Linked DNA regions of Gasterosteus aculeatus: region 2 is linked to region 1. Evidence: chromatin contacts called from public Hi-C data. All regions are on one chromosome and are shown on one strand. Each heading gives the region's core, a stretch centred on a gene start, on an enhancer-like site or on the middle of the called end of the contact. The rest is flanking DNA. Distances are from core to core; before and after follow the strand shown.

Region 1 (4,925 bases), core at 663-3,162:
CGTCGCGGAGGGCTTTGTGCTTGTGGCCGGACGCGTCTTTCTGCAGTTTACGCAGGATGTCCTCCATGCTGACTCCCGGGGGGAGACGCGCCGCGCTGCGGGGGGGAGGAGACGCGCGGGGGCGTGCGGGAGGTGCTGTTGTGTGTGTTGTTTTTTTAATGTGTGTTAACAGTACAGCGACAGCATCCCGAACCCCACCAGCAGCACCAGCAGCCCGCGATGAAGGCGGTGATTCATCCCCTGACGAGCGGGCGGTGATGTCAGGCCGGCCGGCGGGACGAGGAAGCCTCTCTTTCGGTGGCACAGCGGAGATAATCCGACACCGGACGAACAGTCACCGGGAATCATCACCCATCCAGCAGCGGATCAACACGGCGAAATGACGCCACTCTCCCCGTCCCCGCCGGTCGGGTGTCCCCGCTCGCCACTGCCGTGTTTTGGTAAATCCGTTCCAGTGGATGCTCGTTGTGTTCACCGCGTCCAGGATCCGGTTTCCTGCGTCCATCCCACAAAAAAATCAATCCGCCGTCGGGGCGAAGGACGCGTCGCAGGGATCGTTCCGCAAAAAGGAAAAAACCCTCAAATAAAAGGGGGGATTTTGCTGTGACCTGGCAACGCAGTGTTTACTGCGCCCCGCCCCCAGTACGGGAGCTGGAAACTGCGGCGCGGATTGGTGGAGGCTGGAACGGGACTTCCTGTGACGGCGGGGCGACAGGTGGAGGAAGCGCAGGTGGAGTCAGAGAGCATCGTCACGACTCGTGACGTTATGGGGAAATGTTTTTAAAAAATTTATGAGTAGGTTATTGTTTTATGCGTATTATTATTCTGTGGAAAAGGCATAAATCATAAATCTAGAGATTATTTTTTCCCCCAATTTACATATTAATGTAACTCTACATTAACAAAATACCTATTCTTTTCAATTTACATATTTAAAATAAATATATTGTGACATATTATTTTTATTGATTACTTATGATTTTTATTCTGTCTACATATTCAGATTTTTACACAGGCAGCGCGTGTCCTCGTGGGTCCACCTGATGGCGGTGTTGGATTAAATAGTTTCTACTGTTTTCTGTAGCCTTACTGATGATCTGTACCACGGTGTGACCCTGGGATTAATGTTTGGGGTTGTGCTTGGTGTGTGAGGCAGGGGGGGGGACTCGTTGGGCCCTTTAGAGCCCAGGACACAGTGCTGCCTCCTCAATAATTACTACCCCCCCCCCCCAATAATTACAATGCCACAGGTTTTACAGGGAGGCCATTGTTCATTCACGCGTCGCCTCTCTGCCTCTGTTTAAAACCATTGGGCTGCCCAGGTGCATGCTGGTCCCACCTGCCTACACGCCCGACCAACAGGTGCCAATAGTTTGCACCCAACTAAACCAACGAGGCCTCTACACAAAAGCCTGATCTACTAAACTATACGATGATTCAACCGCACTGCCGAGTATCTAAGTGTGTCAAAAACATTCATTTTAAAAGTAAAACCTGCTGAATCGGCTACCGGCCGCTCCTTTGACACAGTTACCGCATCACTTGTGTGTGATGTGTACTTGTACTCATCATTCTGAGTGGACAGCGTTGAGACACACGCGCTGCACTTTTAGCCAATGAGCATTACACAACAGTGTGCGATTTGGGTCGGAGCCGCATTGAAGCGTCAAACCGGGAGACGGTCATCTATTTTTTTCTTTTCATGAGTGCGAAAGTTTAGTTCCTCGTGGAAGCATAGAGCTCTGCGCCGCCGGAGCCTTTTAACGAGAAAACAAGAGATGTGATATTGTACTTAATTACAGATGCAAGGTACCTGTACTTTTCTTTTTATGACACTTTCTACTTCTACTTCATTATCATTGACTGACAGCGTCAGGGACAACTATATTTGTATGTAAAATACAAAATAAAATTCATGGAAAAAACATGTGTGAGGGTTTCCAGTTGGGCTCTGGATAATTGTGTCGGCATGGAAATTAATTAGCAGTAAAATCCATACGGAAATAATGATTAGCTAACAGTTTTAACCAAGTGCTGCAGTAAATCCTTTATGTTCACTAATGGATAACATGTTAAAAGCAGAATGTTTACTTACGACAGAAGCATTGGTTTGAAATTGTTATATGTGATGTAGAATCTGTGTTAGAACCTGAATATCCATTTCCCCCATTTTCTTGTGATGGGAGTTTTGTCATTAAGGTCTTTTGGACGCTACGTGTGCAACATAACAGCACTTGACTTTCCACGAGGCGTCTTTTGAACGCAGTGATCGTTTAGCAGCTGGTTTTCGGTAAAAGTAATTTTGTGTTTTTTGTGTCAAAAAGTCAAACAGGAATCAGAAAGTGCAATTCTTTCTGAAAAATCCATTTAAAACAGGTTTATAATTGAGTATTTTGAATAAGGTTGTGCCTGTGACCAATGATACGTCTGATTGACAGAAAATTCATTTAAAGGTTTAACGAAAAATCATTTTTTTTCTTTTCATTTTTTTAATGCCCTCAGCCGCGCACACACACACACACACACCTCCACCCGCACACACACACCTCCACCCTGGAGCTTCTTGCAACAGCTGGCAATCAAGCAGAAGTCCTGAGAGACAGACGAGCACCAGATCGGTGGAAAACATCAGCAGGTTTGCTGAAAAATGTGAAATTTGTCTGACGGTAAAAGCATACAGGTGTTTGCTAGAGACGTGTAGGAGGAAGAAAACGTCAGACGAGAAGAAGTACCTCCATCCTAAATGGTAGATATTTGTAAAGAAGATCTCCCGCCAGCTGAAGGACAATTAAAGAATAGAGAATGGACCCGATCTACCTTTCCCTTCAGGCTTAATGCCGTTTCTAAATCATTGTGGATGCTGCATCTGTGTGGAATATACAGACCTTTAATCCAACTGAGAGGCACGACCTTCAAGTTTCTCTGTGTGTCCTTGTGTGTCCTTACGTGTCAATGTCCTACATCCCTCCCCATCAGTTAAGGTGATTAAATGGATGCGGGTTACACACACATTAACACACATTAACACATTAATGGTGATTATTCTTAAACCGGTTGATGTCAGCAGCTGCGACTTAAGCTCTTCTCCTCTTTTTTTTCCTGTTGCATTCTCAATTAGCTGAAGTTTAAGTGTCCTGCTGAGTGTTTCTCTGTGCCTCCTGCGCAAAGAATCTACGTGAAGCGCCAGGGAGTTATTCAAAAGCACGCACTCACATTTAAATGTTTAATCATTTGAATCAAATATCCTTGAAATCACGTTGTAGAATGTTTCCGCAGAAAGATTTGTTTGTCAAATTGGTTCATGGTGGGTTGTTTATGTCAACGTTTATGCGTATTCAGAACAATTCAAACTTAACTCAATTCATATTTAATGAATGATTTAAATTCCTGATGAGAAAAGCTCATTTTTAGAGCGGTCGCTGACTTGTGGCAGATTTGGGCGTCAAAATTCATTTGAAGTGATTTCAGTTTGATCTCAGTCGTCCATTAGAGACAGAGTAACACACACACACACACACACACACACACACACTGTGCAGTCGTGTGTTCATCGGTTGAATGAGTGATCAGTTCGTCCTTGTCTCGTCCATTTGCATAAAGTGTCCAAGCATCAGGTCAGCAGATAATCAACGTAATGACTTTCCATTAGAGCGCTGACCTAGAGACACACACATCCCACTGACACAATGTGTTCACATGAAGGTGTGCGTGCGTGCATGTGCGTGTGTGTGTGTGTGTGTGTGTGTGTGTGTGTGTGTGTGTGTGTGTGTGTGTGTGTCTCGCTGCTTTATAAACATGTCCAACTGAGTGAATCTGCTTTCTCATCCTCTCACTTCCTCCGCAACACCTTGTGAATGATTGAATGCACCAGGACTTAGTTGAGAGCTGCAGGAGTGGAACTCTAAGTGAGCAGATTTGTTTGGACGCTTGCTTTGTTTTTCAGTTGTTTTTTCCTGCATTAAATTAATCCGGAGGTAAATAAGAGTTAAGTACCTGAGCAGACAAGTGAATGACGGAGAACAGGAGAGTGTTTCCCTCACGGAATCAGAACTCCTGAAGACAAAAACCGGGAGCTGAATTACCCGTTTGCCCCCCCTCTCCCCAGGGGGTCACTAGAGTTGGGCTGAAGTTACTCTTCTTTACGACGTCGGAGCTGATTGAGTTTCTGTTTCCGGTTCTGGATTTTCACTTTCAACTTCTCAATACTCATTCAGGTACAGAGAAAATCCTTTACCCCTCTAACTCTGTGACATTCGGATGTGTTCATGTCCTTTGAAGTGTTCACGGCATATTTAGATTTTTAATTTAAGGCAAATATAATGTATAATATTTTATATTCTTTTAACAAACGGAAACGTTTTACATTCCGTCATTCACCTTTCAGGAATCAGAACTCAATTAGCTGTTTGTTTTTTTCTTTCATTTTTTCACCATTCTTAACTATTTTTTTCAGGATGTGATGCTTTTATGTGATAGCTACAGTGGACAGATGACAGGAAATGAAGGACGAGAAAGATGTGGAACCACAAAAAACCCGACCAGATGTGAACCAAGGACACTTATGTACAATTACCCTTTCTCACACTTGGAAACATATATTTTTATTTATATTTCCACACACGTAGTCTGTGTGATTAAACTACGCAGCAGTTTGTAGAGTTCACTTAAATTACATCCACCTCCACCAGATGCTGCATTGAAGTTATGAACACATTAAATCATCCATAACTAAAGTGCAGTATTTATGCTAAATCCCAATTTTCTTTTGTTTTAAAAAAAAACCCTGAACAGATATAATGAAATATTTAACATATCTTTTAAAATCAAACACTTAATTTGATGAAACTTATTCTCTCTTCTAACATCAGCTGTTTGATCAATAAATGTATTGAAACAGTAACTGATGTCAGATCAGTCTGAATTAA
Region 2 (4,925 bases), core at 1,771-4,270, 34 kb after region 1:
AGTTTTCATAACTACAAACCCTCTGGTGAGGAAGGAACAACATCGGCCCCGAGGACGAGGAGACTTCCTCTCGTCACTCACGTGTTTTAAAGCGGACTTTGAGGTCTGATGTGGACACAAAGGTCAGGAAGTAGAGGCCAGAAATCAAATATATATAAAGCTTTTTGACCCCTGTGGAAAACACACAATCAATAGCAGAATAACAAAATAAAAATACATTTTTAATTGAGGATTAATTTCATCCAAACAACACAAAGTGGCCGTTATAGATCTGTGATTGTCAGTAGGTTGAAGCCGTCAGATACTTGATCTGAGACTTCTGGACTCATTCCAGCAGTTCGTCTAGAAGTACACAACAAGATGTGCCGATGTCTGTGTCTTTTTGAAGACAAAAGGTTTACATTAGCATTGTGTAACGCTGCACATTGGATCCAGCACTGTGTGTGATAATCTGCAGGATAAAGTGTTCCTTTACGTGTTGAGAAAATCCCGACCCCTCAGCTGAATAAACCACTTCAAGAGCTCGAACTCGCATGAAAACATTCCTCCACACAAGCTGCTGTTTTCTAGGCTGCTGTATATGATTACGCTTTTTTTTTGTGTCAACCTTTTCTTCCATTTAAAGTGTTGAATCACCTGAACGGCCCCGTGCAGAGCACATCGTGTAACACTCACTCTTTGCAGGTCACAACAACATTTTCACTGGCAGCAACGCTTGTGTTACTTGGAGCTAAAAGTCTTTCTTTTGACCCTTTTGGGTTTTTTTCTCATGGTTCTGGTAACAATCACATGTACGGATGACGGATACGACCCGCTGGTCTGACAGTAAATTGGTTCTAAATACAACAGGTTTCACAGGAGTTTAGACAAATGACCTTTCCTTCCCCAGAAACCTTTGGACCCAACTAGTTACATTTCTGTCCGGATTCTTAATACGTAACGGTACAAAGCAGATATATAACCAAAACAAGTGAATGTGTCAATTTTTTATGTTGCATTCAACACCTTTGGGAGAGATTTGAACCTAATCTATAATCTATAACCTCCTGTGAAAGATTGTATCTCGTAGTTGCTAAACGATTAATTCATAAACTCATTGGTTGTGTGGACAAAAATGTTGATGACAAAACAAAGCACGGCCAATGAAAGTTAACCCGAAATCATCTCATCTTTTCTTTTCCTTCCCTCAGGTCAAAGCGTCCCGCTCCGATGCAGGCACAGAGATTCGACACCTCCATGCCCATGATCCCGCACCAACAGGTAGCTTACCCATAATGCACTTCTGCTGCTGCACATAGCCGGACGGTAGATGCCTTCTTCCCCCAAATGCACCCTGGGTAGTGAAACTGATCAGCTTCCATCTGGTATTGATCACAATGTGTTGTAATCTGAACATAAACACAGAAAACTGATAAAAATCCAGTCCGTCATTACTGTAAACATGTTAAAAACACATTGTTTACATTTGATTCATGTTTTTTGACTTCTTAACTTAACTTTCACGTTTTGACTTGAAATGAAGTTTTGGCAGCACATGTATTGGTTTTTGTTTTTCTCCTTGTGAGCATCTAAATGTGGAAGGATCCCTTTAGTTCCTCCTTAGCCTCAGTTTTTCAGCCACTAGTTCAGAACAATGAGTTGTCACCTCCTGGTGGCCGAGAGAAGAAGAACATGAGCTTCATCCTTGTCTCAAAAAATATGTCTCAAAAGCCAGCGGATGAACCATTAAAACACCCCAAAAACAGGAGAAATCACTTGATTTAGTAATATGAGCTCAAATAATGCAAAAACAAGGTGAAGAAATCCTCATGGATTCACTTCTTGGTTCCTACAAAAATACATTTTTACACCTTTTACAATCTGATTGGTCTCTAAAACATATTGATTAGTCATTGATAGCTGTTACCCAACATTCTCTGCTCCCTCCCGGCCCCGTCTCCTCCCACCCCCCGCTCCACCCGAAGCCTCGGTCAGTGCAGGTCAACGGCCGCCCGTCGGCCTGCAGCGCCTCCCCCGGGCCTGCAGACGCAGGCTCCCCCGGGAGGAGGCCGGCGGCCGTCAGCCCCGCCCAGAGGAAGCAGTATAACTCCCCCATCGGCCTGTACTCAGGGGACGCTCTGAGGGAGATGGCGGCCGTTCAGGCGGGTCGGCCTGCCGGGTACGTAGAGACGGAGAGGAGGAGTCAACGTGGCGGGAGGAGGGTCTTGGAGGCAGAGCTGTTGGTAGAGGCGGGAATGAGAGGGCTGAACGCCCACGTTTTTTCCTCATGCCCGGCTTCTCTTTTGAATAACGGCGTACAGTTCAGATTTTTAGTGGCTCTACATGCACATGCAGTCTGGAGGGAAAATTACTATTGTTTCTTTGGATTTCAGCGAGGATTCAGGGCGCTTTCGCCCCGAACTCATTGGGTCCGGACGTGAACCTGACTTTTTAGTTGGAAGACTAAAATTACAAGCGGACGCTCCCTGAAGCAACAAACGGCTGAACCACGGTTCCGTTTGTTTCTGGTGTGAACACATTTCTTTCTTAGCTCTTAGTTCTGCAGTGCTGTCCTGCCAACTGGGAAAAGAAATGATGTCATATCAGGGGATGCAGGTGTTTGAACACATTGAACATCTCAACGTTCTATTCTCACTCCATGAGCAATGGGAACAGATGCTAACATCAGCTAACAAAGTTTCGCACCTTTTTTAAAAACAAAAGTAGTTACTTTGCAATGTTTAACCGACAGTTAATTCTACGGTTTGTTGCTTTTCTCTGAGCGTGAACCAGCAGCTCCTCCTCTGAGACCTCTGCTGCCTTTAGCGGCCTCGTCCTGCCACGTGGACCAACAGGTCACACTGGAGACATTTCAGGGAGAACGATTCCACGCTGATTAGAGATCAATAACTGACTCCCCTAAAACCTCTGCTCTGCTGACCTTTAACCCCAAGAAGGAGAAAAATGGGCTCAGTACATTCAGTGTATTAAGTCTCCCCCCCAAAAAGCTTAGCTGAACCTAAACATGGATATGAATGATGAAATGATGAAAATATACAAAGTATATATGTGTTGTATATTAGTTGCAGCAACATTTGGTTACCTACAGCATATTTTATTGATTAAACCTACTTTAACTCATAACTGTTTCTACACTGGTATATTACAGGGCTGTAAGTGTGTGACTGTTACTATACGTATTCATAGCCACACACACACACACACACACACACACACACACACACGCACACGCGTTGGTGTTTCCCCAGTTCACAGTGTGATTCGGTTACAGCATCACTAAAGGGGCCAAACACCTGTTTGTTAAAGGTCAGGGAACCTTACACGCGCACACACACACACACACACACACACACACACACACATGTACACACACACATCCTGTCCGTACGCTTTCTGTATTGGACTTTCACCCTGAAAAAAAGGATCGTTGTGTTTTTGTTACCTGACGACGGGACTTATTATGACACTATTTTTGTTTTTTTAAGAATCCAAATATCTGGCTCATTTCCAACAATTATAGTAGTAATAATTCATTGAATATATAATATATTTGAACTTGATATTACATATATTCAGGAATGAATGCTCTGTTTTGCAAATCGCTCGAGAGTTTTTTTGCTCTTATTATTGTCGCTGCAATAAAGGTCAAAGTCCCGTTGCCTCTAAAGGAAGAATCTCTTCACTCGCTGATCTGACAGCTGTGCGGCGGTGAGGGCAGTGCGAGTACATCGCGTTCACCTCTGACCTTCACTTCTCTCCTTTCTGCAGCGGGAACTTGTCCTGCTGTTAAAACTCACAAAACATGCCAACGTGTTTTCTGACGGCTAATCGTCTTCTCTTTCCTTCTTTCCTCTCCATGTCGGTCAAACAAGGTTTTGTCCCCAGCCGCCCCCAAGTCAGTGTCCCCTCCTGCTGAGTGCATCGTGTGTCGTTTTTAAGGCATGGCTTTGTCTCTGTGGGTGTCTTTGTGGTCCCTGTTGGGATGAAGAGAAGTACATTATTGTGCATTAATTGACACGTGGGTAAAACGCCCAGAAGCATAGAAGCCCCTGTTGTTTCCCTGCCCATTATAGAACATGGGCCTCCACCTGATTCAAGCTGACCTTTCTGACACTGGATCGGTTAGCAGAGGACATTTCAGAACAAAAGAATGAAAAACGAGAGCCGAGAGAGAAGTTTATCTTCACACGGCACGACAATTACGACGTCAATGTCAGATTGTCTGTTTGAAAATGTGGTCTGATGCTCGACAGATATGAGGCGGAGGTTCCACGCTGCAGGCTCCAGAAAGCACTTTGGGTTCCCCCACAGAATTGTAGCGGCATGTAGTGGAAGCCCAACATGTTGGTTGAGGTGCAAGGGTCTTTGTTGTTGATGGAGGCCCTCAAGTATTCCTATATTTACTTTGGAATTAGGTTCAGCCTGCAGGGAGCACCGGGTGAGCTACCGGCCATTTGGACCTTAAACCCACCTGGTACAGAAGCTAAAAGGAGTTTTTTTATTATTACCGAAATTACTTGTATTTTTTGGACAATCATCTGCCGTCGGTGCAGCGCGAACGTGCACCATCGCGGTTTGCTGTGTGTTTTAGGCTGGCTTTTTTGCGGATGTCTCACTGTCCCTCTGCTCTTTGCAGCGTGCTCATTCACCCTGCATGCGTGCACGGACAAAGTCGTATGTTTAAAAAATGGGGCCTCGTGGGAGGGAGGGGTGTAATTGATTGAATCCCCGCAGCGATTCTGCACGAATGGCATCTTTTTCATTTCATGTATTTTGGGGCATTTGAATAAAGGTCACAGTTTGACACGTTTTATCTGACGTTCCTCAAGCTTCAATTACCACAGAAAGCACAGAGACGACGTGAAGCGTCTGACAGTTACACAAGATGGAGTTTTAAAATAGAAACGAGTGGTTTGGCCTGCTGT

Evidence for each region. A called contact is a pair of places that touch in the nucleus more often than the background predicts.
Region 2: a contact with region 1 is called in a Hi-C map of skeletal muscle, with 4 times the contacts expected there. The contact joins the enhancer-like site here to the promoter of arfgef3 in region 1. A contact is called at or near these places in 2 of 6 Hi-C or Micro-C datasets (both in skeletal muscle).

The regions. Positions count from the first base shown.
Region 1 is chr6:18,136,158-18,141,082 of fGasAcu3.hap1.1, forward strand. It overlaps arfgef3 (ARFGEF family member 3), which reads right to left and starts at 1,913. Exons shown (of 41, transcript XM_078104889.1): 1 at 1-1,913. The coding sequence starts at 67. It overlaps LOC120821042 (melanopsin-A), which reads left to right and starts at 4,067. Exons shown (of 12, transcript XM_040179400.2): 1 at 4,067-4,214.
Region 2 is chr6:18,169,186-18,174,110 of fGasAcu3.hap1.1, forward strand. LOC120820734 (LIM domain-binding protein 3-like) reads left to right here. Exons shown (of 14, transcript XM_078104900.1): 5 at 1,191-1,260; 6 at 1,965-2,158. Among protein-coding and RNA genes, the nearest start is that of LOC144409511, 13 kb to the left of the region's middle. Within about 2 kb of position 3,021, at least 3 of the 9 cell types and tissues checked have open chromatin away from gene starts, as enhancers often do.